Regions from separate parts of the Pan troglodytes genome. Here all the other regions are linked to region 4. Evidence: chromatin contacts called from public Hi-C data. All regions are on one chromosome and are shown on one strand. The core of a region is the stretch at or near the end of the contact, and the rest is flanking DNA. Distances in the headings are between cores, read along the strand shown. Region 1 holds the start of HDAC11 (histone deacetylase 11). Region 2 holds the start of WNT7A (Wnt family member 7A). Region 3 overlaps HDAC11 (histone deacetylase 11). Region 4 holds the start of LOC107970432.

What was found. Hi-C and Micro-C count contacts between places; a contact is called where the count stands out from the background.
Region 1: a contact with region 4 is called in a Hi-C map of stem cell-derived neural progenitor cells, with 4 times the contacts expected there. The contact joins the promoter of HDAC11 here to the promoter of LOC107970432 in region 4. A contact is called at or near these places in 3 of 7 Hi-C or Micro-C datasets (blood, induced pluripotent stem cells and stem cell-derived neural progenitor cells) and 1 of 1 datasets of contacts at active chromatin or transcription factors (stem cell-derived excitatory neurons).
Region 2: a Hi-C map of a lymphoblastoid cell line shows a contact between it and region 4, with 6 times the contacts expected there. The contact joins the promoter of WNT7A here to the promoter of LOC107970432 in region 4. A contact is called at or near these places in 5 of 7 Hi-C or Micro-C datasets (blood, induced pluripotent stem cells, a lymphoblastoid cell line and 1 more), 1 of 1 datasets of contacts at active chromatin or transcription factors (stem cell-derived excitatory neurons) and 1 of 1 other capture datasets (stem cell-derived neural stem cells).
Region 3: a Hi-C map of induced pluripotent stem cells shows a contact between it and region 4, with 3 times the contacts expected there. The contact joins the enhancer-like site here to the promoter of LOC107970432 in region 4. A contact is called at or near these places in 4 of 7 Hi-C or Micro-C datasets (induced pluripotent stem cells, a lymphoblastoid cell line and stem cell-derived neural progenitor cells) and 1 of 1 other capture datasets (stem cell-derived neural stem cells).

The regions. Positions count from the first base shown.
Region 1 is chr2:17,480,828-17,487,338 of NHGRI_mPanTro3-v2.0_pri, forward strand. It overlaps HDAC11 (histone deacetylase 11), which reads left to right and starts at 3,036. Exons shown (of 10, transcript XM_016940518.2): 1 at 3,036-3,275; 2 at 4,155-4,303; 3 at 6,381-6,481. The coding sequence starts at 3,076.
Region 2 is chr2:17,876,196-17,882,781 of NHGRI_mPanTro3-v2.0_pri, forward strand. WNT7A (Wnt family member 7A) reads right to left here and starts at 4,943. Exons shown (of 4, transcript XM_016940526.4): 1 at 4,611-4,943; 2 at 1-38. The coding sequence starts at 4,681.
Region 3 is chr2:17,508,399-17,514,865 of NHGRI_mPanTro3-v2.0_pri, forward strand. It overlaps HDAC11 (histone deacetylase 11), which reads left to right. Exons shown (of 10, transcript XM_016940518.2): 10 at 1-1,780. The coding sequence ends at 48. Among named protein-coding and RNA genes, the nearest start is that of HDAC11, 28 kb to the left of the region's middle. Within about 2 kb of position 3,178, at least 7 of the 24 cell types and tissues checked have an H3K27ac peak or open chromatin away from gene starts, as enhancers often do. A contact at or near this core is called in induced pluripotent stem cells and stem cell-derived neural stem cells, where this site is marked.
Region 4 is chr2:17,648,104-17,654,432 of NHGRI_mPanTro3-v2.0_pri, forward strand. It overlaps LOC107970432, which reads right to left and starts at 4,316. Exons shown (of 2, transcript XM_054680333.1): 1 at 4,311-4,316; 2 at 2,708-3,604. The coding sequence starts at 4,316. The coding sequence ends at 2,804.

The DNA of each region.
Region 1 (6,511 bases), core at 1,786-4,285, 170 kb before region 4:
TCATCTCTTTACCAATAAAACAAACAAAACATGTTTTACATATTTAGCCGAGCTTGGCACTCATTAAGGGCATAACAAATACTAGCTAGCATTACTGTTATTGTTACCGTTGTGTTAAATGTGTATGAAATCACAGGGTCTTGGAATGGAAATAGAGGTGCTCACTTGAATTGAAAGGGGCATGGTTTTAATGTTGTAATAGGATGTCTCAATCTAATATTAGCTAATGTTTTGAAATATTGTATCTGTGCCAATAATTCATGTTTGGTGCATTTCTGTAATATCCTTTGCGTGGCTGTATTTTTCTTTTTTTTTTTGTGACAGTCTTGCTCTTGTTGCCCAGGCTGGAGCGCAGTGGTGTGATCTCAGCTCACCGCAACTTCCGCCCCTGGATTCAAGCTCCTCCTGCCTTGGCCTCCTGAGTAGCTGGGATTACAGGCACCTGCCACCACACCTGGCTAATTTTTGTACTTTTTAGTAGAGATGGGATTTCGCCATGTTGGCCAGGCTGGTCTTGACCTCCTGACCTCAGGTGATCCGCCCATCTTGGCCTCCCAAAGTGCTGGGATTACAGGCGTGAGCCACCGCGCCCAGCCGTGCCTGTATTTTTCAAAAGAAGTGTTATATTTGGGACTTTCTTATTTGTTTTAAGTTGAAATATATTTCAATATTGCATGAAAGGGGAAAAACAGTTAAGTATACAATGTTCAATAAGCCAGTGTCTTGTTTCATTAAATGCCATTTAAAAATAAAATACATTTAAAAAGTGAAAAAATGTATTTCTTCAAAGGGGCCTTCCCTGACCACTGTCCAAATCAGGGACCCCATTATTCTCTCTCTCACAGTCTCAGCCTATGCCTTTCACAGCAGTTACCACATTTTGTAATCACAATTTTCCTTCCTAGGTTAAGGCTTGTCTCTCCCACTAAACTATTAGCTTGACAAAGGCTTTCTGAACTCATCTGCTCTGTGCAGCTGTGTCCCCAGTGCTGTGTCTTAGTGAGCAGACACACTAGGATACTGCAACAAAGAGGCCCCCAACCACAGCAGCGTGCATAACACTTATTTCTTCCCCACGTGATAATGCGGCTGGTTGGCCCAGGCTTTCATGGTGGTTTGAAGGTGTTCACAAGCTCCAGGGCCTCCGCAGACCACTTAACTCTTTAGCTACCAGGACACAATTTTAAAAACCCTTGGCCAGGCATTGTGACTCATGCCTGTAATCCCAACACTTTGGAAGGCCAAGGTGGGAGGATCGCTTGAGCCCAGGAGTTAGACACCAGCCTTAGCAATATAGTGAGGCTGTGTCTCTTAAAAAATAATTTAAAAATTAAAAAAATTTAAAAACCCTCTTATCCAGACCAATCCCACTCTCTTTGGCCTCAGCTTCAGGTCCAGGCTGCCCAGATCCTCATTCTCCCAACCAGAGGATCATCTGTGTGGCTTCCCAAACTACAGAGCAAGTTCCCTGAGGGGAAGTCGGTCTCTCACAAATGCCACAGGGCCACTGCATGCACTCTGTCACTTTATAAAATAGTACTTATTCCTTCTGTGGTTTACATCTGCCCACATCCCTGACCTTTGAGTGAGTTACTTCACCATTCTGTGCCTCAATTTCTTTATCTATAAAATGGGGATGACAATAGTTTGCCTCCTAGGACTGTCAGAAGAGTTCGACAAGCAAAAAGCATTTGGACTTCAACTTAGCACATGACAGATGGTCTCTGAATAATAATCAACATTATTGTCTCTTGATTCTCTGGACTTGCCCATGAAATCCAGAGAATGAAGTGCAACCAGAACTTCATTTTCTTCCTTTTTTTTTTTTTGAGATGGAGTCTCACTCTTGTCGCCCAGGCTGGATTGCAATGGCGCGGCCTCACCGCAACCTCCCCTCCCCAGTTCAAGCGATTCTCCTGCCCCAGCCTCCCGAGTAGCTGGGATTACAGGCGCCCTTCATCACGCCCAGCTAATTTTTTGTATTTTTAGTAGAGACGGGGTTTCACCATGTTGGTCAGGATGGTCTCGAACTCCTGACCTCAGGTGATTCACCCGCCTCGGCCTCCCAAAGTGCTGGGATTACAGGCGTGAGCCACCGCACCCGGCCCAGTACTTCATTTTCAGATGCAGACATGAAGGACCAGAAGGCTGAAGCAACCTGCCCAAAGCCACTGTGCTGGCGGGTGGCCGAGTTTGGGTTTAATGCAGGCCCGAACCTCAGTTCCCTCAAGATAAAGTTGGGGTGATTATGGCACCTTTCTCAGGATTAGGTTGTGAGGCTCAGATGCCATCATGCAATCATGGCAGGCACACGGGGGCCCCTCTTCAAACGTCTGTGCGCTTCCCTTGTGCCCCGCCCTGGCACACAGCCGCCCCCGCGGGCCCCTGGGGCCCAGGGATCCCAGCCCGGCAGTCCTCCGTCAGCTGCTTCTGTTTGGATGGCGGGGACGGCTGGGCCGACAGAGAGGCCCATTGTCTCCGTCCTCTGGGGCTCTATTGTTGGGGCCTCCTCCTGGGTTGCAGCCCCACGGACACCCCCAGCTGTCGCTTGGGCCTGGCTCAGCTTACCCCGGCGGTGAGGGTGCGGGTCGGGGACGGAGACGCGTGCACCCTGAAGACAGTAACCAGGCCTGCTCTACAGAGGGAAACGCAGGCTCTGAGAGCCTACATGTCTTCGCCGGGAGTGCTTGTCCCGGAGCTGCTCGCAGACTGGGCCGGGGGTGGGCTCGGGTCGGAGAGGTCACGGGGCTCCTTAGGTCACAGGCGGCAGGGCCAGAGAAACTCCCCCGCCCCTACGTTTAACTCGCGGAAACAAGGGCCCAGAGAGCCCAGACGCCAGCCCAAGGTCACACAGCGAAGCCCCGGCACAGCCTGCCGGGAACCTGTCGTTTCTAACCCCCAGCCTCTCGCCGTTTCTACCCAGCTTGGGAAGCGCAGGAACAGGACATGAGGTGGTCGCGCCCCTTCCGCGAGGCCGGGGTGAAACCCGCTTGGCCCTCCCGCCAGGGGGCGGAGCTTCCGAACCAGGCGGGATTCCACCGGGTATTTGCCTGCGGAGGCGGGACTTCGGGCTTGATGGGCGTTGGGGGTGGCCTTCCTGCAGGCAGGCTCTCTGTGTCGCAACACTGGCGGGGCGGGCCAAATCGGCCAGAGTTCTGCCCCCAGAGGACGCGGCTAAGCCCGGGGGCGTGTCCTGGGCTGGCCCCACCCGCGCCCCGCCCCGCCCCGCCCGGTCGCGGAGCTGCGGCCAGCTTTGGGAGGGCCGGCCCCGGGATGTGAGTGCCGCGGGGCGAGGGCGGGGGTGGGCTCCCAGGGGTCCCGGTGGGCGGGCGCGCTAGGGCGAGGGCGGGGACGGCCGGGCGGGCGCGCCAGGTAAGGGCCCAGATTTGCGGGTGAGGGGTGAGGGGCGCTCGGGACGGGTGTTTCCAGGCCCTCCCGGCGCGCCAGGCCAGCCCCGCGCCCCTGCTCGGTGGCCCGAGGGACGCGCGCCGGCCGCGGGCCCGGGCCCGGACCCGGAGCGGTCGGGCGATGTGCGCGGGTCTGACGTCTGCGCTGCCCAGCCCCCTGGCTACGCGGACGCCCCCACGGAGACAGCCACTGGGGCGGATTTCTGTCTCTGGGTGACGACTGCCAGGGTGTGATGGGAAGGGTTAGCAGCGCAGCGGGGTCAGGGGATCCCCGCCCCCCGCCCTGGCTCCAGTTGGGTCCCGACTTGCGTTTCTGAGTGCTTACTGTGCTCAGCTCCTCAGCTGCATTCTCTGAGTCCTCACAACAGCCACACATTTTGCAGCCGAAGCCTTGTGCCACACAGCTGTGGGGGCATTTATAACAGTGCAGAGGTGATGCGCGGAGGCCTTGCAGCCAGACACACCTGAGTGCACGCCTGCTTCTCCACAGACCTGCACTGTGACCTTGGGCACACCTGGTCTGCTCTCTGAGCCTCTGGTGCGATTGTGGTGCCTACCCCCAGGGCTGCTGTGAGGACTGGATTGGAATTGGGTTCGGGGAAAGGCAGCCAGTTTAAGCAGCTGTTGTTGAGCGGCCCTTGAGTGGTGCTGGGCAATGGCTGGTGGGTCAGTCCAGGCGGGCTCGGGAGGGAGCTGCTTTCTGCCGAGGCTGCCCCAGCTGTGCGTCTGTCTTTTTCCACACGGTAGGCTACACACAACCCAGCTGTACCAGCATGTGCCAGAGACACGCTGGCCAATCGTGTACTCGCCGCGCTACAACATCACCTTCATGGGCCTGGAGAAGCTGCATCCCTTTGATGCCGGAAAATGGGGCAAAGTGATCAATTTCCTAAAAGGTATGGAAGGTCCCCCATGGACTCTCATCTGCTTCCTCCAACCCACCTGTCCTCTCCGTCCTCATCCCCAACATAAGCCTCAGGCTCTCTCCCATCTTCAGTTTCAGCCCTCGGACGGCCTTCCACCCATGCTTCCGCCCAAAATGATTTTTCCAACACAGACTCCTAAGCACGATATGATGTCCCTGACTCAGACTCTCCCTGGCTCCCCATCCTGTGGGCCTAAGTCCTGCCTCTGCCCAAGAGGCCTAGTGGAAAGGTAGCTGATTACTGATGGGCACAGGGAAGGTGAAGCTTGGAGGAGTCCATTTCCTAAGGTTCAGAGAGTCAGGAGGTAGAGCACCTCCACCGCACCTCCCTTGATTACAGATGGGGGAAATTGTGTCCTAGAATGATTAGGAAACATGCGCACCCAATTCCAGTCCAGTCCTCACAGCAGCCCTGGGGGTAGGCACCACAATCACAGCAGAGGCTCAGGAGCTCACTGTAACCTCCGCCTTTCAGGTTCAAACAATTTTTCTGCCTCAGCCTCCCAAGTAGCTGGAATTACAGGCGTGAGCCACCACACCCAGCCCTGATTTCTTAATGTGGCACTCATTATAAGATTGTAAAAGCCCACCTGTAGACCGAACTGGGCACACTGGCTGCCTGCTTGTGACCTCTTTCCAGGGAAGGATACAGCTCCCATTAGTGGCTGAAGCAACACAGTTACAAGAGGCGGAGTTGGGTTTGGAACTGAGAGCTCCAGGCGCCCTACCTTTAGGGCTCATCCCCTTGAGCAAAATGATGCTTCGAAGAGCACATCGTTTTAACTGTGGTTTGTAATCAAGGGGCCTGATTTAGGTGGGAAATTCACTTAAACTTGTTTTAAAAGGAAACATTATGTCATCAAAATGGGAAAAGGCAGTTTCACTTGCCATAAATAGGTCATGGTAAAAAAGTAAATGCAATGAAAACAACAGTATAATTCAATCCAGGCTGGTTACTATTGCCTGCAGGCTGTGAGACTGATTGGTGGTTTGAATGGAAGATGAGCAAAGCACAGGCAGGTGTTGCGAGGCCATGCCACACTGAGCCTCCTGTAATATCATCAGAAGGTGGAGGGAGGCCGGGCGCAGTGGCTCGTGCCTGTAATCCCAGCACTCTGGGAGGCCAAGGCTAGGGGATCACTTGAGGCCGGGAGTTTGAGACCAGCTTGGGCAACATAGCAAGATCCTGTTTCTACAAAATGAAAATAAAAAACTTAGCTGGGGGTGGTGGTATGCACCTATAGTCCTAGCTACTTGAAATGCTGAGGCAGGAGGATCACTTGAGCCCAGAAGTTCGAGGGTGCAGTGAGCTATGCTTGTGCCACTGCACTCCAGCCTGGGCTACAGAGCAAGACCTTGTCTTGCATTTATTTATTTGTTTATTTATTTATTGAGACAGGGTCTCACTCCCATCACCCAGGCTAGAGTGCAGTGGCGGAATCAAGGCTCATTGCCGCCTCAACCTCCCTGGCTTAAGTGATCCTCCCACCTCATTTTTTTGATATTTTGTAGAGATGCAGTCTCACTATGTTGTCTAGGCTGGTCTTGAACTCCTGGGCTCAAGCAATCCACCTGCCTCAACCTCCCAAAGTGCTGGGATTACAGGCGTGAACCACCACACCTGGCCAAGACCCTGTCTCTTTAAATGAATTAAAAAAAAAAAAAAAAAAAAAGGGCGGGGGGAAGGTGGAGGGGGAATTCCTAAGAAGAGTTTTTCTCACTCTGAGGGTCAACATCCCTGACCCTTGTGCCACCTGCTCCTGAAGGTTGTCTGGCACACCTGAGCTCTCCTTGTGACTATCAGTGGCTTGGGAAACATGGGGATCGCTGTGTGTACAATGTTCATTGCTCCCTGGCCAGAGGGACTGGCTACTGTCCACAGTGGCTGGGGAGGCTACCCCTTCTCAGAAGGCCCACAAGCCAGCAGTGCCTACCTACCCCTGGGGCAGGGGCTGCCACAGGCCAAGTCTGCAGCCTGTGGGAGGGTCTGGGGCTGGCCCTGGCCTTGAGGTCAGTGGGGAAGCAGGGTGCTCCCTCTGTGGTTTCAGAAGAGAAGCTTCTGTCTGACAGCATGCTGGTGGAGGCGCGGGAGGCCTCGGAGGAGGACCTGCTGGTGGTGCACACGAGGCGCTATCTTAATGAGCTCAAGGTACAGGATGTCGGGCCTGGGGGGCTGCGG
Region 2 (6,586 bases), core at 3,693-6,192, 230 kb after region 4:
TGATGCTTGCGCCCAGAGCTACCACTGAGGAGAAGCCACTGGAGGGAGAGACACAGAGAGATGGAGCATTAGGCCAGCAAGGGGGCATGGCCTGGGAACCCTTCGTAGGTGTCCAGCACTGGCCACCCCACTGCCCCCAGCAGTGGTCTCCCAACTTTTTTGATCCTGCACCCCTAACTCATGTCCATTCGAATAGAAACCCTATAATTTCTACATAGGCTCTTGAATCAATGCGTATACCCAATATCAGTGAAACACACACACACTTGATTTTTGTTTTAGAAACAAAAAAAGATGATGTATGTCACAAACATTACATGGAGTAAAAAAGGCAAGTTGCCTTTGAGTTTATGGTAGGATGCAATTGAGATGAAGTTCAAAAACATGCAAAAGAAGCTCTATATTGCTAGGGAATCATCTCTTTGGTAAAATTGTAAAGGCAAGCAAGGAAATGATGACTTCAAAGTTTCATGCAGCAGGTGCCTTTGAAGGAGTGATGGGTGCACAGATGTTCATTAAAAAAATCTGTTTTTTAATGTATATGTAACATATACTCTCATGTATGTATATGTTTTATTGTTGGAAAAAAAACTTAAAAAGTAATTGTAAGTAGAAGTCCTGGCATTTTCTTCCTGCTGTCAATGGAGTACATGTATCCCACTCCGGGCATGACTGGCCTAGAGGATGTGTGCGACTATTATGAGGAGGAGGACTATCTTCCTCAACTATTCACTGATATATATCGGATACCCATCATGTGCCACGTACCACGCTAGGAGACAGCTGTGCACCTGACAGGCAATGCCCTGCCCTCAAGGAACTAGGGAGGGTGACAACACAGATGTCACAAATGAATAAAACAGGCCATCTCGACAGTGATATGTACTATGAAGAAAGTAAAGGAAGATGCTGGGATGGCAACTGGGGTGTGGGGGTGGTGAGGAAAGTGAGGGCCACTTTAGCTGAGGTGATCAAGAGGACTTCCTTGAGGAGTTGACATTAGAAGAGAACAGAGATCTGAATTGCCAGGAGGCATCTGTGGGAAGATCTGGAGAAGGGTATTCTATGCAGAGGGAACAGAAAATGCAAAGTTCTAGGAGACAAGTTCGGGGTCTTCAAGGAATAGAAAGAACCCGTGGAAACTGCTACAAAGCCAGGGCTTGAGATGCAGGGAGATCCTGGGAAGAGGAGATGGCTGAGGGCTGGCATTTTCTCAGGTGCATCAGGCAGCACCAGGAAGCACTGAAGGGTGTAAGCAGGACACTGACATGACCTGGTGGTCCCCGCTCCATGTAGGAAAGACCTGTGGGGTGCCAGAGCAGGAGCAGAGGGACTAGGCAGGTTAGGGTTGGTGGTGGCTTGGCTTGGTGGCAGTGGTAGGGCTGCAGGTAGAGCCACTGGGCAAGTGCCTCGTCCTGGGGCTCAGCTGTGGGCAGTTTTCTGGAGTTGCAATTTGTTAGAGTGAGGTTCTCCTGTACCAATAACTCAAGGACGTGACATGGACCCATGCCCTCCAAGCGCACAACTGATCACTCCTGCCGTTTCCCTAGGCTCCTGCCACGTGCCAGCCTTCTCCCTGCAGTAGGCACTCTGTCCTTGCTGGCTCCTCTCCCTGGAAGCGCTCTCACCCCTGATCTTCACAAGCTTGGCTTCTTGCCATTATTCACATGACCTCAAGGGTCACCTCCCTGACCAGCCCAGCTAAGGGCTCCTCCCTCCCCTCCCTACCCCTAATAAATTCCCATCACAATCTCTGTTTTGTTTACTGGATATTCTTGATTACTCATGGTCTACTGCAATGTTTTCATGTCTGTGTTTTTAATTTGCATGCTCACTTGATCACTTGTCTTCCTCCTGAGAGGATGAGCTCCCTGAGGGCAGGGAGGCTGTCTGCTGGTTCACTAAATGACTGCTGAATAAATGGATTGTGGCACTTCAAAGATGTGGCTCCGGGTGAGTACCTATTACATGGCAGGTGCCCCCAAATATGCATCAAATGCATCAGTAAACTTGGGCAGTGTCCCTACTATGTGCCAAGGCAGTATGGTGGGTGCTGCCACAAACAGCAGCTCATGTGACCTTTCCACACAGCCCTGTGGGGCAAGAATCATCACATCCGTTTCACATATTTGAAAATTGAGGCTCACAGAGGTTGGGACCTGGAGGAAGGTTCTCAGCTAGCAGGTGTTGGAGGTGGGACAGCCTGGCTTTGCACCTGCATCTCAGCGCTAAACCCGAGTCTAACACACACTAGAATGCTGGGAATGTCTGAGGAAGAAGCAGCATGAGAAGATTAAGTGGAGACGTTTTGGCATCATTTGTCAGGAGGACCCTCTGAGCACCTACCTGGCCACCGGGAAATTTCTACACCAGCAGAGAGTGGATAGGTTGGCATACTGGGGCCAAAAATTCATAGGTGCAATAGACTAGCCCCTAAGGGTCTGGCCTAGGTTCTCATCCAAGCTTCCTTCACTTATTAGTTGTGCGATCTTAGGCAAGTTTCCTTCCCTCTGCACTTCAGTTTCTCCATGGCTAAATTAGGGTATTGATAACTAGTCCCCACCTCATTGGCTGCTGTGAAAATCAAATGTGCTAGAACATGGAAAGTGCTTAGAAGGTGCCAGGCACATAGTGAGTGCCCCATAAATGTGGTGTTGTTGTTGTAATTATCATTATTATTATCGGATCTGATTGTTGCAATAGGCTAGTGCGGAGTCACCTGAACTATCCGAGCAAAATAAGAATACCGCAGATGCCCCACCATCAGCCAGAAGCGGGTAGAGCCGTCACGTCTGGGGAAATGGAAAAACCTTTTAGGGACGTTGAGACTTCACCCCTCATGCCCACTATACAGATGAGTAGCCCGAGGCGCAGGGAGCAGCAGGGCCTGGCCCGAAGTCACCTGCAACTCCCACCTCCCCGACCTGGACCTCTCCCTACCCCAGAGGGCAGCTTGGGGCGGAAAGCCAGCGCCCTGCAGGACTCCCTCCCTCCCTCCCTGCCGGGCAGCTGGGCCCCCGCAGGGCCAATCCGGGGAGGCCGCGGCGCCGGCCGGAGGGCGGCCCGCGGGCGGGCGGGGCGGCCAGGGGAGGTTATTTTCTGCTGTTTTCCCTTTCTGTCTCCCCCGCCACCCGGGTCCCTCCTCCCCGTTTCTAATTAAAAAGGAGATAAAGCCGCACGCGGCCCGAGTCAATCGGCTCCAGCCCATCGGCCCTACTGGCTTCCTGGATGCTGAATGTGCGCGGGGCGGCGGGGCGCGGGCCAAGATGAAGATTAAAGCAGGGGAAAAAAAGGAAAGCCACCCAGACGCGGGCGAATCAATAACACTTAAAACACACCGGCAGGCTGGCGGTACTGGCGCGAGCCCCGCAGCCGCCTCTCCGCCGCTGGTCGGGCTGGCGGCCCCTGGTCGGCTCTGCACGCACCTGCTAGCGGCCGCGGCCGGACAACTTGCGAAATCCCCGCTCCAGAGACGTGGACTGGGGAAGTGACGGGGTAGGGGGGTAGTAGTGACAAAACACAAAGGGTCTGCCACGCACATCCCCTCGCCGCAGCCCCTGCGGTCCACCCCTCCTCAAAAGGGATGGTAATGGGTTCACTGCTGGGGGCTGGAGGGGCAGGGTGTGTGAGACCTACCAAGCGGGCCCTTCAGCGCCAGAACCTCTATCCATGCCCAGACCCCCCCGCCCCCACACCGCTCCGAGCCTCACACGCGTTGTCTTAAGTACAAAGGGTGACCGGCTTTGCACAAGCAGCTCCAGGACGCGTCCCGAGCTGCCCCTTCCCACCTTCCAGCCAGAGCGCCCCCGAGCCCCACCTCCACAGAAACGCTAGGTGAAGCCGGAGGGCTGCTCGCGCGCCCGGCCGCCTCTGCTGCCCAGTTCCAGGGGGCGGGGTGTCCCGCCTCTCTCTAGCGCTTGTCTCCCTCTGTGTCTCAGGCCGCCTCTCGTCCCACCTTTGTGTGTGTTTGTTGGGGGTGGGACGTGCTGTCCCCTTGGCCCGGGAAGGGGCTCTGTGAGTCTAAGGGCCCCTGGAAATTGGGTGGTGCCAAGGCTCCGAGCGGCGGTTTATGTTTTTGCCAGCGAATGTCCTTCCTCCTGGGTACCTGTTCCCTGTTTGCACGGACCGGCCCCGCCAGCCACCTGGGGACTGCCCAGTCTCTAGGAGCGGCTGTGCCGCGCCTCCTGAGAGAGTTCGTCTCGGGCTCCGGGGACTGAGCTCCCCGAGATTGGCTGTGGTCCTGGCTTGATGTTCCTGCTAGACCTGCTGTCCCTATGCCCGGGTCCGAAGGGTCCCCGGGATGGGCTGAACCTTTGCAGCAGCTAGCCCTCCCCCAGAGTCCCTCAGGCTGGAGCGTCCCTACCGGCTGTCTCTGGTCCTGGGGGATTCCAGACTCAGACGTCCTCAGGATGGCCAGTCCCCCTGCCTATATCTCCTGGGGTGTCCTGCGGGGGGTCTTTGTGCGTCCACCGCTCCCACACCGCACCCACCCGGCCTCTCAGAGAAGCTGTGGAAGTTGGCCGGCAGAGGCTCGCAGGCGGCACACCTCCCTCCCCGGGCCGTGCCAACTTTGTCGAGACACGCGCGGAAAGGGCGCAGGCAGCCCTTACCCGATCCGGAGGTAGACCATGCCCAGGCTGAGAAAGAGGTGGCCCAGGCAGCGCCGCGCTTTCCGGTTCATAGTCCCGATTGGCCGCCGGGGCCGCGGGCCGGGCTGTGCTGATCCCGCGGGCCGGCCCCGGCGGGGCAATCAACATAGCCCGCCCGGGAGGCGCGAGCCGAGGCGTCCCCGGGGCCGTCTGTCGGTGCGCCCGTCCGCGCGCTCCGCGCCTGAGCCTCGCCAGGAGCGCGGGAGCCACGGAGCGGGAGGAGGGAGGGAGGAGCGAGCGCGGCGTGGGGCGACGCCGGGCTGCGCGCGAGCGACCGGTGCAAGTGTGCGAGACGCGGGGAGTGCGGGGGCGCTGCTGCCTCCCGCCCCCGCCCCTCCCTCCTTTCCCCCGTCCCTCCCCCGCCCCCTCCCCCGACCGCCTCCCGGGAGCGCCCGCCCAGCGCCCCTGCGCCCGCGGGACAGGGCCGCCTGCACAAGGCGCGCGCTCGCGCCTTTCCCTGCGCGCTCCCGGGGGCCCCCTCCCTGCTCCGGGGTGCAGGTGGCAGGCTGGGGAGCACAGCCCGGTTGGAGGCGGTAGGAGCCCGCTCGCCCCCCACCCGTCACTAACTTGCAGATTGCAGGGCGAGTGGGCGTCCAGAGGCTGCCCTCGGGTGGAGTGGACCAGACTCGGCCGAGAGGCCTAGTGCCTTGGTCTGCTGCCCTGCTCCCTCCAGCCCGGAACAGGGAGCTGGGGCTGACAGGGCACACCCCAGTTCCCCAACCCCAGCTTCAGGGGAGGGCGCCCCCTTTCGCGGAGCGACGGGCTGACTGGCTCAGCGTATTTCTTCCCTACCCCCACCTATTCGAGAGTGGCGGCAGGGGGTGCCCAGGTTGGGCAGCCTCCTCTGGGATCCTGCTGTTAGCCGACAGACTGAGTCGGGCTGAGGCCCAGTTGCCCCGCGCGGAACAGCAGTGGGGCGCCTGAGCCGCGGGAGCGTGAGGGGCGCAGCTGGCCGCTCAGAGCGCGCTCGCGGCGACACCAGGCGGACGCGGCGGGTGGTGCACCTCGGCCTCGCTCCCGGGAACAGAATGCTTTGAGTGCCCTGGCCGACCCGAGGGGGCTAACCCCCTTCTTTGGTGTACACCTCATCCAGTGAGCTAGGGGGAGTCTAACCGTCCCTGGAAATTGGATGGTGCCAAGACTCCGAGCGGCAGTTTATGTTTTTGCCAGCGAATGTCCATCCTCCGGGTACCTGTCCCCTGTTTGCACGGACCGGTCCCGCCTGCCACCTGGGGGTTGCCCAGTCTCTAGGAGCGGCTGTGCCTGCGCCTCCGGAAAGTGTTCCTCTCGGGCTCCAGGGACTGAGCTCCCTGGGAGTGGCTGTGGTCCTGGCTTGGTGTTCCTGCTGGACCTGCTGTCCCTATGCCCGGGTCTGGCAAATCTGAACTCAGGTTTCAGCTGAAGACACTGAGGCTCAAGGAGGTGAAGGTGTTTGCCCAGAGTAACCAGCTAGCGAGTGGCACAACCATATGGGAAACAAAGTATGCCCAACTGTAGTCACCTCCTGCACCCAGTCCTGACTATCCTTCAAGATTGCCTTTCTAAATTACACACACACACACACACACACACACACACACACACACCCGAAAGCCACCATTCAGGTATTCATTCATATTCCATATTCTGTGCCAACCACGATAGTGGGCACCGTGGACACAAGGAAGAAGAAAGGCAACAGTCTTTCTTCTTGGGGCCAGGAAGGAGACGGATGATAAGTGAACAAGAACAGAGTTGCAGATAGTAGACCATTAAGCAGGGTGATGGGAGAGGGAATACTGGGTGTTGGAGGGTTAATTTTAGGTCTGAGGAGGTGGCATTTGAGGTGAGGCCTGAAGGACACAGCATCAGGGGTCCAGCACTGCAGGAAGGGGACCAGCAGGTGCAAAAGCTCAGAGGTGGGCATGAGCCCCAGGGAGGAGATGGTGGGCTGCAAT
Region 3 (6,467 bases), core at 1,928-4,427, 140 kb before region 4:
TCCGCACAGAACTCAGACACACCGCTGCTTCCCCCTGCAGTGCCCTGACCCTCACTGCCCTGCCTGTCACGTGGTCCCGCCTATCCGCCCCTTAGTGCTTTTTGTTTTCTAACCTCATGGGGTGGTGGAGGCAGCCTTCAGTGAGCATGGAGGGGCAGGGCCATCCCTGGCTGGGGCCTGGAGCTGGCCCTTCCTCTACTTTTCCCTGCTGGAAGCCAGAAGGGCTTGAGGCCTCTATGGGTGGGGGCAGAAGGCAGAGCCTGTGTCCCAGGGGGACCCACACGAAGTCACCAGCCCATAGGTCCAGGGAGGCAGGCAGTTAACTGAGAATCGGAGAGGACAGGCTAGGTCCCAGGCACAGCGAGGGCCCTGGGCTTGGGGTGTTCTGGTTTTGAGAACAGCAGACCCAGGTCAGAGTGAGGAAGCTTCCACCTCCATCCTGACTAGGCCTGCATCCTGACTGGGCCTCCCTCCCTCCCCTTGGTCATGGGATTTGCTGCCCTCTTTGCCCCTGAGCTGAAGAGCTATAGGCGCTGGTGTGGATGGCCCAGGAGGTGCTGGAGCTAGGCCTCCAGGTGGGCCTGGTTCCCAGGCAGCAGGTGGGAACCCTGGGCCTGGATGTGAGGGGCGGTCAGGAAGGGGTACAGGTGGGTTCCCTCATCTGGAGTTCCCCCTCAATAAAGCAAGGTCTGGACCTGCCTCCCCAGGCCCTTCTGTGGGGGTGAAGGTGGGGAAGGCCTGCGGCACCCAGATCACTGCCTTAGCAGTAGTCTTGCCTGTTCAGTGCAAGGGGCAGGTTTTGGGGGAGGAATTCTTAGCGCAAGGACGGGCCTCAGCCCTGTCGCCTCCAGGGGGCCGCTGACCCAGGTGGGGAGGGGGCAGAAGAAGGGTGGGGGACATGGGCAGGCCAGGCTCACAGGTGGAAATCAGGGATGCAGGGTGGTGCCCAAGCCAGGTCCTGCAGGAACCCAGGCCCAGGGAGGGACCCAGACACTGGTGAGGCGGGGCAGGGGTTCCTGGAGAGAGGGCAGCGAGGATCTCTATCCTGGCCTGGGGATTATGAACATAGGTAGCCGGGGCAGGGCCCTGGGTGGGACTGTGGCCTCCACTGGCCTCACCAAAGTGCCTGGGCCCCAATCCTTCTCCATGCCCAGGGCCCCCAGGTGGGCCAGACCTCTGGCCTGTTCCTCAGCCCTACTCATGGGGACATTCAGGGACCTCCAGGAAGTGGGCGGGGGAGCATCCACCCCTGCTAGCCAGCAGCTGTGGCCCTGATCAAATCAGGGGCTGGGGAGGGAAAGTGGGTCCATTGAGGTGGCCCTGCTCCATCAGCCCCCTACGGGACTTGTGTTCATTACAGTGAGGGGGTGCTCCCACTGTCTCCCGGCCTCCCTAATGCTCCCTCTGCTGCAGGGAGAAGGGTTCCAAGATCACAAAATGTCAACAATGCTGGCCTCCTGGACCAGACCCCGAGGCTCTAACAATGCACTCTGAGATCCCTACCCTTGCCGTTGGTCTCTGTCGCTGACTCGAGGCACCTAACATCCGTTCACACCCAACACAGGCCAGCGACTTCTGGGGCTCAGCCACAGACATGGTTTGTCACTGTTGAGCTTCTGTTCCTAGAGAATCCTAGAGGCTTGATTGGCCTAGGCTGCTGTGTGTGCTGGAGGCAAAGAATCCCTACCTCCTAGGGGTGAAAGGAAATGAAAATGGAAAGTTCTTGTAGCGCAAGGCCTGACATGGGTAGCTGCTCAATAAATGCTAGTGTGTTATTCCATTTCTGAGTCCTGTGGAGTTGGTAATGATTCCCATTTCACAGATGAGGAAACTGAGGCTTGGCAGGGGTGAGAAATTTGCCCCAGGCCACACCTCCCAGCAGATCTCAACAGTGGTAGAGCCAGGCTTGAATCCAGCTCTGCCAGATCCCAAAGTAAAAGTTCTCAGCTGCCTCACACTTGGCAGGGGGGTGGGGTGGGGGTGGGGGTTTACTCTGGACAGAGAAGGGTCTAGGATCCCAGGGTGATAAGGTCACTGGGCTGGGGTCTGGGACAGCCTGGGAATGGGTGGGCAGGCACAGCTGGGCTGTGATGGTGGCTCTGCTGCACAGTGGGAGGGGGCCCTGGCAGGGCAGTGGGTGGATGGGGTGTCTTCCAGGCCTGGGGTGCTTTTGGAGAGCTTATGGGGATGGGCTGCCCCGAGATGAGGCTGGGCTGGGGTGGGGTATCCAGGCAGGGGGAAAGGCAGAGCCTTGGCCGGGCAGAGTGACCAGAGCATCCCCAGTATCAGTGGCACAGCCTGGATGGGGGGCAGGGTGGCCCCTTGAGGTTCAGACAGGGTGTCAGGGAAAAGGACATGGGGTAGCAGGCAGGGGTCCCGATTGGCCCTGTGCTGGGTGGGAGGAGACTGATAAAGGCTGATGCTGACCAGGTGGTACTAAGGGCCAGGCCCTATCCAGACTCTAGCTGGGAATTGCATATGGAACTTCATGGCACTCTGAGGTGAGAACTGTTTCCATGCCTACTTCACAGATGTAGAAGCAGAGGCAGGAAAGGGGTTAGTTACTTGCTGAGCACCGCAGCCCCTAAGTGGAGGAGTGAGGACTGGAGCCCAGGCCCCAGCTCCAGAACCTGTGAGCTGTTTCTTCCTTAAAGATGCTCATGGAAGAGGTTGTCCTGGGAATAAGAGCCTCAGTACCTGGAAGGCACTCAGGACACTGGGTGGCTTTCTGCTGCTCCCAGTAACTGTCAGGGTGAGGGGGAGGAATGTCCTGTAGGTCAGGTGGAAGAATTGAGGCCAGATGAAGTGTTTGGACCTGTTTGCAGGATCTGTGCATTTTGCTGTGTGTAAATTACACCACAAGTTACATCAATCCCAGTGGAGCAGGTCAGCTTCATGAAGTGGCTGAGAGGTGGCATAGCAGCCCTGACGCCCCAGTGGCTGCTGGCAGCCCTGGATAAGAGCAGGGACAGGCTGAGGACGACTGGCCATCAGACTCATGATCTGGGGAGACCTTGGGAGGCATGACCTTGCACCATGCCTGGCCAGTGAGCCGGCTGAGGCTTGGGGAGAGGGATTTCATCTTGGGAGACACAGCTCTGTTCTCTACGGGACAGACGCAGGGAGGTTCCAGCAGGAAGCAGCAGTGCCCGGCTGTAACCTGGCCCCTGCCCGGAACCCACCCCTCCAGGCTAGGCTAATAGGGCCCCAGCGGGGGCGGGGGCAGAGGCAGGCATGACCATCCCCACTCTGCTGCCTCAGGCATAAACAAAGGCGGTTGCTGGCACGGGGCCCCTCCCTGCCTAGCGGGACTCCTGGGCAGACCTAAAGGAAGACTTTTATGATGCCTCCCTGGCTGCTCAGCCAAACATTTGGGGTTTAGGGCCAGGAACTCCTCCAGGGCAGCCTGCCCTTGAGTTGGTTTCATTCAGCTTAGCCAGCACTGGCTGGGGACACCCTGCTCAGGCCCAGGGCCAACGCGTGAGGCTCTGCACCACTCTGGAAGTGACGCCGTCACGTGATTGCTAGGGAGGCCCAGGGAGCGGACGCGTGGGCTCCAGTCCCTCCAGCCTGGCTCTGAGTCCTGCCTCCTCCCCTCGATAGCTGTGTGCCTTAGTTTACTCATCTGCAAAATGGGGATGATAGCACCTACCTCCTAGGTGTTGGAGAATTAAATGAGTGAATGTTTGTGAAGGGCTTAAAGCAAGAGTAAACACTCAATTAAGCATGCTTGATTGTGGCTGTCGGCACTCATCATCACCATCATCACCACCACCATGTTACTGATGGGAAACAAACTCAGAGAGGTGAAATGGCTTGCCGAAGACTGCAGAGTTGGGCAATGGCAAAGCCAGGGAATGCACCCACATCCATCCGACTCCAACACTAGTGCCCTTTCCCCATGGCCAGGCCCTCTGGCAAACAGTGTCTTGGTGAGCATGGCATCTTGCACACTGCCTGGACTTCCACGCCCTTCCCCAGCTCATAGTCTTACCAGCAACCCCGGGAGAGGCAGGGCTCAGCACCCTTGTTGTCCAGATGAGACAGGGACCCGGATGGGAAAGGCAGTCCCACGGCCCCTCAGCGGTGGTAGCAGGGCCTGGTGGAGGGAAGTGTGGCACCTGTGGGTACATTGCTGTCTACTCAGGCTGGGGCCCGCAGAGACGGGTGCTCCCACATCCTACCCTGGAAATGCTGTTCAGCTGGAAAACATACGCTGGGCTTTCTAAAGGGCCATTGGCTTTCAGCTTGAACTTTCAAAGTACAAAGTGAATTAAAAAATAGTCATAAAACAGCAGGCAGCTGAGAAATGCATCATGGATTGGCATGTGCAGCTGGGGCTAGGGCCCTGGAGAGTACCTGTTCCACCTGCCTGTTCCACCTGCAGAGGCCCAGCCTCGGCACTGCAGCTGGACAGGGCGTGTGGGGGTGGACGAGAAGGGAGGTGTCCTTTGAGGAGGCCTGCTCACCCTGGCTCAGTGCTGGCTGTCAGCGTTGTCCATTTGTGGATGGGGAAGGTGAGGCCCAGGGAGGGCTTGAAGGAGCCTGGCACCCCCTGGCAAGCAAACCAGAACCCCGGCCTCCTCCCCTCCTCACCTGGCAGCCTCCTTGCAGGGGGTGGCTGTGGTGAGCATGTGCTATGTGCCAGGCCACATGTGTGAGAGGATTGCAGAGGCCCGTGCACGGCGAGGCCCATGCCACTCTCTGCGTGCCTGGTCCTTGTTTATCCTCACAGCAGCCTCCCTGTGCAGGGTCCTGGAGCTCCATTGTCCAGGCTGGAACACCAAGGCTTAGAGGGGCCTGCAGGCCCTCGCCCATGGCCACACACGGTGGAGTGGCAGAGTGGCCAGTCTTCACCACCACCCCGGGTGTTGACCTCTGAACTCCCTGATTTTATTAGGGCTGAGGCACCGTGGACAGGGCGGGTAAAAGCCAGGACCTCAGCTCAGGGTGACCTCAGCTCAGGGTGGAGAGTGGCCTCCAGAGAAAGAACGCAGCTCTGTAGTTGCCCAGCCAGGGTTTCAATCCTGCCTCTGCTGTATACCTGCGCTGTGGCCCCGGGCTGAGCCTCATTGCCTCCTCTATAGAGGACTCTGGTAAATAGTGGGAATGAGGCTGGCATACAGCAGGTGCATAATACATGTGACACTGGCCAGGGGCTTCTTTACCCTCTTCTGTTCTTATCACCTCTTTGACTCAGAAACAGGGCAAAGTCCTGTTTCCATCTCTGGTTTAGGGCCTCCCAGTGAGCTGCGGGGCAGCCCTTTTAGGCAGGGCCCCAGGCCAAGGCTTGCCCAGCCCTCGCATGCACCTGCCTAGGGCTGGGCCTGAGCCCTCCCTCAACCCTCCCATGGCTCCAGGCTCCTGGCTGGAGAGTTCGCAGGGTCTGTTCAGCTGAAAGGACCTGGGGACACATATCATCAGGCCTGGCCCCTGGGATGCTGGGTAGCCTCCCTGAAGCCTGCTGCACCTCCCTGCTCTTGGCCCTGGGGAATGGGGCTGGGCAGGTCACCATCTCTAAACTGTGGGAAGACACCCATCTTCCCTCGGGGAGGGTGGTCCCATACAGGGAAAATTCAGGCCTGGACTTGGATCTGTGTTTGAATCTAGGCTCTCAGTGGCTTTGGGCAAATCATTTCACGCTTTGTGCCTCAGTTTCCTCCTCTGTAAATGGCGATGATAATCCCTTCCTTCCCTAGGGTGGCTTGAGGGTCAAGGAGGCTAGGCAGGTAAAGCACCAGTCTGGGTCCCCCTCACATCCAGAATTCGCAGGTCACCCCTGCTGGTCCTGAGACAGTGACGTTCTTTTCTTTTCTTTTTTTTTTGAGACAGAGTCTCACTCTGTCACCCAGGATGGAGTGCGGTGGAGTGGCGTGATCTCAGCTCACTGCAGCCTCCGCCTCCCAGGGTCAAGTGATTCTCCTGCCTCAGCCTGCCCAAGTAGCTGGGATTATAGGCACCTGCCACCACGCCAGGCTATTTTTGTATTCTTAGTAGAGACGGGATTTCACCATGTTGGCCAGGCTGGTCTCGAACTCCTGACTTCAGGTGATCCGCCCGCCTCGGCCTCCCAAAGTGCTGGGATTACAAGCGTGAGCCACCGTGCCCAGCCAACGGTGGCCTTCTGAAAGAAAGAGGTAGCGTGCCCAGTGCATGCACACTCTGGGAGCCAGGGCAGCAGATTCAAGTCCCACTGCTGCCTCTACCCTCCATGTGACCTTGGACAGGTGACAGCTCCTCGTGCCTCAGTTTTCCCATCTGTCAAATGGGGTTCACACTAGCACCGGCCTCACAGAGTGGTTGTGAGAACGAATGAACCCATTTAAGCATCAGAACTGCACCTAATCAGCCTCAGCTCTTGTATCACTGAGGGGCAGGGGTTGCCAACATTACTGTAATCAACGCCTCCACCTTTATTTACCCTGCAAAGCAGTACAGTAAGTCCACATTTAAGTCCTTGATAGGTT
Region 4 (6,329 bases), core at 3,066-5,565:
TTTTATTATAGTGAAAGCATACAGATCCAAGCCAGCCAAGGGGAGAGACACAGAGGGCAAAGTCCAGGAAGGGTCCAAACATGGAGTTTCTGGTTGTCTCAGATGGTGTGACCTCTTCCCAGACATGATGTATGATAATACACAAAGAGGATAAACAACCAAGGAAGTTTATCTGAGCCTTTGGTATCCAGAGTTTTTACTGGAGCTCATTGGTGGTTGGGGCACAGATATTCCCCAGCACAAGGTGGCAGCACGATTGCTAAAGATGGCACCAGTGGTGGCCCGGGAACACTCACAGGGAATGCTAGTAGAGGGAATGCTGTGGCTGGGAATGCTGATGCAGGCATTGGAAAATTTTGAGGGAATGATGACTACAAAGACAGAGGAATTGGACTGCTGAGTTACACTGCCCTGCAGAGGGATGAGAGAGTCTGAGCTGTGAGTTGGAGGTTGGCGGCTAAGTGGGAGGCAGAAAGCCTATGGCAGCTCACAAAGCGGCACCTATCTCCTGAAGGGGAAGGGCAGGCAGAGCTGAGTGGCAGGCCGAAGACCTGATTGTGAATTTTCTGTTGAACATAATAAAAAAAAAGTCCAGCTGGATGCAGTGAAAAGCAGGGAAGGGCATGCCAGCCCAAGGGAACAGCATGTGCAAAGCTTCTGAAGTGGAGAAGCCTGATTTGCCTGGAAGGACTGGATGAGGGATGAGGGTGGAGGGGGTGGGGTGAGGCAGGGTCAGCAAGGCACCACGAGCCTCCACCAGGGCTCTGAGCAAATCCCCAGAGCATTGGGAGCAGCTGAAGCATGGGGCAGTGGTGACAGCCTTGGAACTGCATTTCCCCATACCCCTCTGGCTGTAGGCTGGAGAACGGATTATAAAGGAGGCCCTGCTGGAGCTGATCCCTCTGGGGATATTGGAACGCTATGGTGTGGGGTCCTGGGACGCCAGTCGTATCATTTGGGCTGTATCTCATGCCTGGGCCCCTCTCTTATCTCAGGGACAAGCCAGTGACTCACCCATCTCAGACTGGACAAGCCTGGCAGACCCATCTCAGCTAGAGCAGCGACATTCACACCCTTGTTCATGATCTCCGCCCTCCAGCATGTGCGCTGCTCTCCCGGCCCTGAGGAGGGGTGTGTGGAATGGAACACAGGTCCCCAGACCCCAGACACACTCATATGTGTTAGTCCCACACGGTCAGGGCAGCACCCAGCCCACCTGCTGGCCTCCCCTGCCAGGGCCTTCCTGCTGCCTGTGGGGCCCACACCTGGGTCAGCCTGCCTGTCCTCTCTGGGCATGGCCAGCCTGGGACCAGCTAGAGATGGGCACACCATGATGGGCAGGTCTGTGCAGCTGCCCCACCATCAGGGCATGCAGAGGGCATGTGGGGAGTGCCTGGGGCCCCTGGCCTTCCTGTTGGGTTAGTTTTGGAGAGCTAGGGGGTGAAGGCTGGCACTCACCCACACCACTGTCCCTGGGGGCTGTGTCAATATCCCCATCCCTGCCCCGCCGGCCTCCATCCTAACACCTTCATTGTGTATCTCTGTGCTGAAAATTGGTTTAGAAAATGGGTACTGTGGTGCAGTGGGCATGTATTTTTTAAAATAAAGTTTTAGTTTTAGAATAGTTTTTGATTTCTAGAAAAGGTACAAAGATAATTATGAGTAGTCCCCCACCTAATTCCCTTTACTGTTAACACCTTACATTACTATATGTGCACAGTGAGATATGTGTCAATCAATATTGATACATTCTTAACTAAAGTCCATACTTTATTTAGCTTTCCTTTGCTTTTATTTAATGTCCTTTTTCTGTCCCAGGACCTCCTCTGGGATACACATTACGGTTTCTTAGACTAGCTCTGGGATTTTGTTTTTGTTTTGAGATGGGGGGGGGGGGGTCTCTCTATGTTGCCCAGGCTGGTCTTGAACTCCTGGTCTCCAGCAATCTTCTCACTTTAGCCTCCCAAAGTGCTGGGACTACAGGTACACGCCGCCATGCCTGGCTGTTGCCTTGGTTTTGACGATTTTGACAGTTGAGGAGGACTGGCCCGATACATTGTAGGATGCCCGCTACTGGGGTTTGTCTGACACTTTTCTCATGATTAGACTGGGACTGTGGGTCTGGGGAGGAAGATCACAGAGGTAAAGTGCCCTGATCAGCACATCCAATGGAGGGCAGCTGCTGTCAACATGAGGCATCCCCTGTGATGCTGGCGTTGCCCACCTGGCTGAGGTCGTGCTGATTGGTTCTCTCCACTGTGAAGTTTCTCTTCCTCCCCACTCGCTGCAGCGCACTCTTTGGTGCACATATTTGCAGTTGCTTTGCAGCCTGGTGTTACGGATGCCACTCGGCTCCCTGATTGTGTAGTCAGCAGTGTTAAGTGTTCCTTCCTGTTGGCGCACATCTTGTCTGTTGCTGGTGCCTGCTATGGAGTCCTCCGAGGGGCACCCCACACTTTCCCTGGGATCACGTGTCCAGGCTGCTCCCAGGTACGCACCCCACAGACTCTGCTGCAGTGAAGGGGGCCCATTTGTGGACTTCCCTGGACATGCAACCAAGGAGCGAACTGCTGATCATGGGTGTCTGTACTCCAGTTTTGACCCCATTTTTTCAGGCTGCCCTCCAGAAAGCCTGTGCGTCCCCATCAATCATCCCACTTCCTGAGATGTGCCAAGTGGAGGGGCGTGCCGCGCTTGCTTGCCGGCTGTTCTGCACACGGGCGCTAAGGGTTCTGCTTTCTCTGAGTCACTGAGCTACACCCAAAACCAGCATCCCATCCTGTGGGCTGTAGGCTCAAGTGGGTCATTGCTTGGCTTGGGTACAATATTTAGAAAAGTTTTGAGCCAACATGTCAACACTGAGGAATTTCACGTGCCCTTTTAGGTTTTGGGCTTCTCTGGAAACCCCAAACTGCTTCTTTCTTATGGTTCCCAAGGTAAATCTGTTCTTCTCAACGTTTTTCATTTGGAAGACCCTGTTGCCCCACAGGACCTTATGGCTTCTGCAAAATAGACTGGGTCCATTGCAAAGCCCTTTCTCCAGGCAGAGCTTTTCCCGCCAAGGGCTGGGCAGCCTGGCTGGAGGCAGTGAGCACCCATCGCAGGAGGTATCAGAGCAGCCCCAGCAGGTCCCGGGTGTGGGATGGGGCCACTGACGTTCCCCTCGTTTAGCTTCCATAGCTTTGTGAGACAGGCATTCTCCTCGCCTGCTGCTCTGCAAGCTGGTGGGACAGAAGCACCTTCCAGCTTTGTGGATGAGTTCTGACGCAGCTGCGGGGCAACAGTGCCCCCTCGTGGCTGCAGCCCCAGCCTGGCCGCTCTGCCTGCAACTAATGGAGGGGTGGATTTGGACAAGTGGCACGGGGGAAAGGTGTTTCTGACTGCAGGAAGGGCTGCAAGGCTTTCCCACAGCCAGTGTGGCTGGAGGGAAAGGTGCGATGGGAGCAGAGGCCAGAGGTCTGTGGGGACCAAGTGGGGAGAGGATAGGATACTGAGTGAGGGGTGGTCCTTGAGGGAATTTGGGCAGAGTGGCCACCCCTCCCTTGAACAGTAGGTCTGTCCATGATCCCAAGGGCTCCCTGGGGTCTGCTCCTCTGACCCATTCCTAAGACCAAGGGATTCCAACCACAGGAATCTTCCTGCAAACAGATTTGTGGGCTGGCTTGGCCTGGCCTGCTCTGCCATGGATGGAACCATCGTTGATAGCTAGGGGCTTTAATGATGGAACTGTGGGCAAAATGCACCCCCAAGGGAATGGAGGTGACTCAGTTCCACCAGCATCTACCGGCAGCCCCTGCCGTGTCCAGGCTCTGTGCTGGCAGGCTCTGCGTTGCTCAGATCCTGTTCCCACCTACAACCTGGAGGGAGGGCTCCCAGCCCCATCTATAGAGGTGGAAACTGAGGTTCAGAGAGAGTGTATGACTTGCCTAGGGCCACACAGGGATTCAACTCTGTAAGGGAAACCTCATTGCTCAGGAGAATGAGAAGAAAAGCCACAGACTGGGAGAAAATATTTGCAAAGGACATAGCTGATAAATGACTATTATCCAAAATCTACAAATAACTCTTAACACTCAATAATAGGAAAACAACCCAATTAAAAAGTGGGCAGAAGATCTAAACAGACACCTCATTCAAGAAGATACACAGATGGCAAATAAGCACCTGAAAGATGCTCCACATAGGTATATCATTAGGGAACTGCAAATTAAACCAACCATGAGATACTGCCACACACCTACTGGAGTGGCTCATATCCAAAGCACTAACACACCAAATGCTGGTGAGGATGTGGAGCACCAGGAACTCACATTCATTGCTGGTGGGAGTGCAAAATGGCACAACCACTTTGGAAAACAGTTTGGTTGTTTTTTTTTTTTTTTTTTTTTTTCAGACAGGGTCTTTCTCTGTCACCCAGGCTGGAGTGCAGTGAAGCAATCATGGCTCACTGCAGCTTCAACCTACCAGGCTCATGTGATTCTCCCACCTCAGCCTCTTGAGTAGCTGGGACTACAGGCATGCACCACCACGCCCAACTGATTTTTGTATTTTTTGTAGAGGCGGGGTTTTGCCACGTGGCCCAGCCAATCTGAAGCCAATCTGAAAAGGCTACACACTGTATGATTCCAACAATACAGCATTCTGGAACAGGCAAAACTATGGGAACAGTAAAAAGATCTGTGGTTGCCAGGGGTTAGGGGGAAGGGAGCACAGGGGATTACGGGTGGAGCTTAGAGAATTTTTTGGGCGGTGACACTATTCTGTGTGATACAATAATGGTGGATAAGGGTCGTTGTACGTTTGTCCAAACACATGGAACGTACAGCTTCAAGAATGAGCCCTCACGTAAACCATGGGCTGTGGGTGACACTGATGTGGCAGTGCAGGTCCCTCATGCACCCCTCTGCTGGGGATGTTGATAGAGGGGAGGTTGTGCACGTGTAGGGGCAGGGAGTGTGTGGGAACTCTCTGTACTTTCTGCTCAATTTTCCTGGGAACCTAAAACTGTTCTAAAAAATTAAGTCTACTTAAAAAACAAAACAGCCCACTGCGTGGCCCTCCCCATACTCCCAAAGCTCACACTCTAGTAGGGAGTCAGACACAGAAACAGACACAACCATGTTGGCAGTCACTGCAATGATGAGGCAGCCACAGGGGGCTGTGGAAACTCAAGAGGGGCCACTATAGTGGCATCAGGGAAGGCTTCCTGGAGGAGGTGTTGCCTCCAGTGGGTTTTGACGTGCAGCAGGAATTACCCAGCCGGAGATCAGGGCAGGCACTGCAGGCAGCATGCTCAAAGGCACCAAGGAGTGAGCTGTTGGGGGAGCAGCGGAAGTTCCTAGTGCAGCGTGGGGGTGCTCCGTGCACAGATTAAGCTGCGGGCCGCGGGAAACAGGACCCTGGGGGCCCCCTAGAGCCTCGCGGAGTGGCTTGCGGAGGAGCCTCGGGGCCACGGCGTGTGTGCAGCGACACCTGGCGGTGGCATGCGGAACTGCGGACGGCTGCGCAGGAGCGGACAGCGGAGAGGCGGTACTGACCGGTGCGAGGCGGTGCTGACCGGTGCTGACCGGTGCGGACCGGTGCGGACCGGTGCGGGCCGGTGCCGGCCAGTGCAGGCCAGGCCCGGCCGGGGCGAGGCAGGTGGCCGCGTCCGAGGACCGCGTCGCACAGCAGCTTCCAGGACCTGGAGAGAAATCGAGGTGGGGGTGCGTGAACGTGGATGGGCAGAAATAACATCTTTTGTACTCTAGTTGGAACATAGCATGTCCTTTAATTATGAACGCAATGAGCTACAGTAGCACTACTCATTTCAGAGATGGCGCAATCTCGCTTTCCTTCCTTAGTACTTTGAAATTGCAGTGGGTATTAGACCCGCTGCTAGACCGTGTCATTCACTGGGTTAAGAAGGAAGCCCACGTAGCGCCACGTCACAGACCCCTTTTAGTATTTTGATAACTATAATTTAAATCTAATTGGCGTTTAAGAGCCTACAGGCTTGCCCAGACTGCCAAAGGCGTCTCTGGCACACACACACACACACACACACACACACACACACACTAACATGCACACAAGCAGACACACATGCACGCAGACACGCACATGAACACATGCACACACACTCTTGCATGTACACACGTGTGTACACATACATGCATGGTTGAGAACCTCTCTGGAGAGGAAAGGCAACACCAGTGTGTCCGCTATGTAGTGGTTTATCAGATAGTTTATTGTGGACATGGACATGAATAAGAAAGGGGCACTGCTAATTAGGCCAAGGCAGTGGATATGAGGTGGGACTGTCCCTAACACACTGGGACCAGGGCTAC